Linked DNA regions of Mus musculus: region 2 is linked to region 1. A link is a contact called in public Hi-C data. All regions are on one chromosome and are shown on one strand. Each heading gives the region's core, a stretch centred on a gene start, on an enhancer-like site or on the middle of the called end of the contact. The rest is flanking DNA. Distances are from core to core; before and after follow the strand shown. Region 1 overlaps Gprasp1 (G protein-coupled receptor associated sorting protein 1). Region 2 has its middle 43 kb from the start of Bex3.

Region 1 (2,828 bases), core at 253-2,752:
GTCGCCTTGAAGCCTTCTTCCCTTGCTTGAAGAACTGACCAGCCTTAAAGCAGGACTGTGGACAAAGACATGAAAATGTCTGACAATCAGGAAATGATGGCAGCAGCTTTGTGCAAATTAAGGGGACAATAAAGGCATCGGGCACCCTCTTGGGTTAGAGCAATCTGAATTTGCCTCCTCAGTGGCTGGGTCCTGCACTGCCCTGAGTCTCACCAATCTCCAGAGATCTGAGACAGTCGCCTTGAAGCCTTCTTCCCTTGCTTGAAGAACTGACCAGCCTTAAAGCAGGGCTGTGAACAGAGACATGAAAATGTATGACAATCAGGAAATGATGGCAGCAGCTTTGTGCAAATTAAGGGGACAGTAAAGGCATCGGGCACCCTCTTGGGTTAGAGCAATCTGAATTTGCCTCCTCAGTGGCTGGCTCCTGCACTGCCCTGAGTCTCACCAATCTCCAGAGATTTGAGACAGTCGCCTTGAAGCCTTCTTCCCTTGCTTGAAGAACTGACCAGCCTTAAAGCAGGGCTGTGGACAAAGATGAAAATGTATGGCACTTATATGATGGTAGCAGCTGATCATGTTATGAATGTCACCAAGGATATGAACCAGATCATGTGTCTTTCAGCATTTAGGGTCCTACTGCTGGAACATTCTAGATTTATTTAGCCTGGCTGTAGGGCTCCTGAGGTAACACCCACTTCCTGATGTCATCCTTTAGTCCCTTCTGCAATGTTGAAGATCCGCCACTAGGTGGCCATATTTCCCTTCCTTGCGCAGCAAAAAATGGGGGAAGGGCGCAGCACATTCTAGAAACCAGGTTCTGAAGTGGTCCTTGGATTTATGACTCCGTCATCATCCCCAAACCATCTTTTCAGACCCCAGATTTGGGAGGGAGGGGAAAGGCAGTGTGGAAGGTACCTACAAGGTTGTGAGAAATGAGATTAGGAGACACTAATGGATATCCCACCTGTTCTGGCCAGTCACCCCACCCTTTTTGCATCTCCACTCACTGTCTGGTGCCCATCCCCATTACTACACACCTCCAGAAATCCACGCCATTTTCCTGTTCCTCTTTTCTCAAGCTTCTGGTCTATAGATGCTCACCGTGGCTTGCCAGAATATGCCAGACCTACCATGCAGACAGGTCACTTTCCATCAATCAGAAGCCTGTGGGGAGTGACAGCACCCAGGATGCAGGGTACCAGGGCCCCTCTCAGGAACCAGTTCAGAACCTAATAGCTGAGGCGACTCACCACCCACCAGCTGAGCTGGCCCCAATGCTGGACACTTGCCCCACACCCACACCTGTGGGCTTTAGCCCCCACCCCCACTCCAGTATGGCCGGCCATTTCTCTTGCAGCCGCCTTCCTCGGACCTGTGGGCTCCCAGATGCCCCCCCCACCCCCGCATCGCCATTTCAACAGCAGCCGCCTACCCCATAACCCTTATAGGGCCCAGAGATTACGGAGGGCCGGGTATGGGCGCTCAGAAAGCCAACTGCCAGGCGGTCAGTAGGCTGTGCTAGTCTGCAGATCATCACACCCAGCAGCAGCTCCATTCAACCCTGGTGCCTGGGGCTCCGCAGGGGTTCCCGCCTCCTCCCCACCACGGTCTGGGGTCTCCGGGCACCGCGCACACTCCAGGGAGCAGCTGCGACCTCTTTGCCTCCACTGGACTGTCAGGGCCAGGCAGTTGTTTGCAGTGCGCGACCGCCCAGAGCCCTCGACACACCCCCACTTGCCTGGCCAGGCGCACGGCCCAGGTCCCTGGGCTCCCCCACGTCCGACTCCTATTCCTGGGTGTTCTCTGTCCTCGGCGGATCCTCTCACTGGTCTTTAACGCTTTGCGCGCGAGTGGAATGGCAGAGATGTGTCCTGTCCCCACGCCTCTGCACCAAACAGGCAGGGGCTGCGTAGACTGCGGCAAGCCAGCTCGCCTGGAGGGTGTCGGGAAGGGGGCGGAGGGATACTGCGCACGGGGCTCTACGCCCCCTCCCGAACCCACTGTAGTTCCGACTCGGAGTGGGCGGGGCCAGACAGCCCCACTCCTCTTGGAGGGGTGGGTTGCACCGGTTAGGCGTCTGCAGACCCCTGTTCACCCTAACCAGAGACCACCACCACTTTTTTTTTGGCGCCACAACAGTGTGTGGGATGGCTAAGATCTAGAGTCTATGAGGGTTTTGGGGAGGGGGGGACTATAGGGAGGAGAAGGTCTGCAGTTAGGGAGCAGGGGGGAGCAGCGGAGGGATACTGAGTGAGAACCTTGATACATCTGTATTTCAGAACGAGGCTGGACAGTGCCTGCCCCTCCCTGTACTCCCTCTTTGCTTCCCCCTCCTCTGCCTCCTCATATGACGCCAATGGAAGGGGAGGGGGACTGCTTGTACTGCAGCCTGAGAGGGGACAGGTGACCTAGCAACAGCCAGCCAGCCAGTAGGTTCCTGTTGATTCTCCCATGTTTTCTTTTACTGGTTCATGCAACCATGAAGGGAGGGCACTCCTGTCTCTATGGAATCCAAAGTGGGGCCTCCATTACATTCCCCACCATTGCCCCTCTTCCAAAAGGAAAACCAAACTACACCTTCTGGCCTAGTAAATCAACCACAGGTTTGGGCCAACAGTCAATTCTTTGTGCCACAGTGTGTGTGTGTGTGTGTGTGTGTGTGGTGGTTGGGGTGTGTGTGCCTGCGTTCCCCCATGTTTGTGCGTGTCCGTTTGTGTGTATGGTGGTGGTGGTGGTTGGTGTGTTGGTGTGTGTGTGTGTGTGTGTGTGTGTGTGTGTGTGTTGTGTGATTCTAAGTAGCAATACCTCTCTGGGGAAAAAAAGGG
Region 2 (2,722 bases), core at 28-2,527, 520 kb before region 1:
AACATAAATCTATAGATGAGATAATCCAAATCAAATCGCCAAAGTTCCACCTAACAAAGACTCTTGTGATTATACTTCACATTTTTGTCTTTTATCTTTCATATCATAATATTTCTGGAAAATGAACCAAATGGTAACACCAATATTACACTTATCTAGGGACAGGATCTTAGGAGAGATACTGAAGATAGTTACACAACCAAAAATGTTATGCCTGTGAAGTAATGATTATATATTGAGATTCATTTCTTAAGAGACAATAGCTCTGCATGATTTTAATAAGGCAATTTATACAGCATTATTAATTTAAAACATGTGTATTTTAACATCCATGTGAGATATACACTGGGCTCACTACTATTTAAGCTGGTGTTGACAGACAGCATCAGTGACCCTGTGGTTGCCCTCTCTAGTGCTCTGCCCCATTTCACAAAGGGAGAAGCTGGGCTCAGAGACCTCTACCATGTCCTATTCTTTCTCAAACCCTGCTCAACATGGAAAGTGAGTCCAAGACAGCACTTAGGGTCAGGATCCCGCATCTCTGTTGTTCTTGAGCCATTGTGCCTCCTAGTTTCAAAGCTGTAAAGACTTCACCTAGAATAGTGATCCCTGCTTCTTTCCACCTCTCAAGGATGCCCACCTCAGGGCATCCAGAGAGAAGGCAGGAGGGAGCCCATTCTTCAAATAAGGGCCTCTTGGTCCTTGTCAAACCATGTTGTCAAAACATTCGCAAGGACTTCAGAAAGGAGTCCGGTTTCTATGGCAACTGGATGCAGGAGGTCTTGGTGAAACCGGAAATGCCTCCGTGTGCCCACTCCTCCCCCCCCACCTCCACCACCCCGCCTCTTTATGCCTTTTTCTGTTTCTGAGAACAAAGCACCTTTCACCGTTTAGGTACCCTAAGGAATTGTCCCTTAAAGTGAAATGGGCACAGAACTGAAAAGTATGTTTTTAGAGGCAGAACGATGCTCATCAAACCAGATTATTTAAAAGACATTTTGGTAGCCATAAAGATATCAGGTTTCTAGGGCAATATCGATGCTAGGATTGTTAGACAAACTTATAACACTTCCACCTGGCCCTTTTACATGCCCTAGCCTGTCCCTGAAAGTAAAATTCCTTAAGGCAACCAAAGAAATCAGTCATTTGAATAGGTGTACCAGGGTGCATTTTACTAGCAGATCTCTGAGCAAATTGTGGAATCAAAACATGTTCGCAGAAGCAAAACCCTTGCAGATCTAACTAAACTGTTATTGGTCACCTTGATGACGTCAGGTTACTGTGGCAACAGCGGCCTGCAGCCTAGTCCTCCACTCTGAAACTGCTTGCACAAACCACCCCATCTCTCTCTTTCTCTAAAAGTAAAACGCTTACTCTATTGCAGGCTACCTTCCTAGAAGAGAATGCAGACAATTGGGAGAATTCTGCTCAGTTTCTGAAAGGCAAATAGATGTTTGTTTACAGAAAGTTTGTTTGCTATAATGGTGACAATAGGGACTTTGATTGTCAGAGAGACTCAGAGGTATTTATTATGGTGCAGCATAAACTGTGTTCAAATCCATTCTGATAAATCCCTTTGGGTGCATCAGTTCCCATATAAATTTAAAGTTAGGCAGCAATACCTCCTTCTCATACGTCCTTAGGAAGTTTTGGTGTATCTTATCACTTAGTGCTAGATAACAAGCAAGCTACCAATACTACTGTATATTAGTAACATTTCTATTGCTAGTGCTACTATTATGTTGAGTTATTCGGATGAGTGTGGGTTAATATTCATACATAACTTTCATCAAAGATGGTAAAGTCGTGTCCTTTGCACTGCTCAGAGAGACTGAGTTATTGGGCCGACATCATGGTTTAGCAGGTAAAGCATTTGCTGCTGTGGAGAAAGGAGAGAACCAACTCCCAAGGGTTGTGCCCTGACCTCCACACATGGGCCGGATTGCTAATTTCCTTGGTGCCCTATGTTATTGTAACTGATAACTTATGCTCCCTTTTTCTAAGTCTTAAAATTACACTTATTGATGCATATACATGGCCACTAAAAGAACATAGTTTTCCATTATGTTTCTCCTGAATTTTCCCAAACAGAACCTCTTGAATTGGCAGAAGGCATCCCTGCTTACTCCCTGAGTAGAGGATTGGGTTTGCAAACGAGCTGTTCCTACCATGCTCTTGTTTCAAATGTTTGTTACCTGACTAAAGGCTCCATTAGGAAAGTTGTGAAAACTTAAAGAGATGTGTAAGAGAAAGTAGTTCACTTCATATGTTTCTGTGGGAATATATTATTCTATCCTGTGAGATTCCTGTAGGTATGTGATGAACACCTCTCTTCTGGCAGACATTCCTGCTGTCATGTTATAGTGGACTTGATCATAAAGTTGTCTCCATAGTGGAATTTAATCATAAGATTAAACTCTTCATCCTGGATACTTCTGATAAGTATGTTGGTCACACCCATGCAAAAACCACACAGTATGTCATGTGCAGAATTGAACATATTAATGGTTAACATTCTTATGATCTCTGATATTAGCATTATGACATATTCTGTTGTAGGTGTGCATATGCAAATGTAACTTATATGTCACATTTGTTTTGTTTTGTTTGTGTTTGTTTGTTTGTTTGTTTGTTTGTTTGTTTGTTTTTCGAGACAGGGTTTCTTTGTATAGCCCTGGCTGTCCTGGAACTCACTCTGTAGACCAGGCTGGCCACGAACTCA

Evidence for each region. Hi-C and Micro-C count contacts between places; a contact is called where the count stands out from the background.
Region 2: a contact with region 1 is called in a Hi-C map of cranial neural crest, with 4 times the contacts expected there. The contact joins two enhancer-like sites. A contact is called at or near these places in 4 of 484 Hi-C or Micro-C datasets (the C3H10T1/2 cell line, cranial neural crest and embryonic fibroblasts).

Annotation. Positions count from the first base shown.
Region 1 is chrX:135,795,250-135,798,077 of GRCm38.p6, reverse strand. Gprasp1 (G protein-coupled receptor associated sorting protein 1) reads right to left here. Exons shown (of 11, transcript NM_026081.5): 5 at 1,742-1,936; 6 at 1,041-1,129; 7 at 449-525; 8 at 214-290; 9 at 1-55. Among named protein-coding and RNA genes, the nearest start is that of Mir1970, 10 kb to the right of the region's middle. Within about 2 kb of position 1,502, at least 145 of the 459 cell types and tissues checked have an H3K27ac peak or open chromatin away from gene starts, as enhancers often do.
Region 2 is chrX:136,312,051-136,314,772 of GRCm38.p6, reverse strand. No RefSeq gene overlaps it. Among named protein-coding and RNA genes, the nearest start is that of Bex3, 43 kb to the right of the region's middle. Within about 2 kb of position 1,277, at least 22 of the 459 cell types and tissues checked have an H3K27ac peak or open chromatin away from gene starts, as enhancers often do.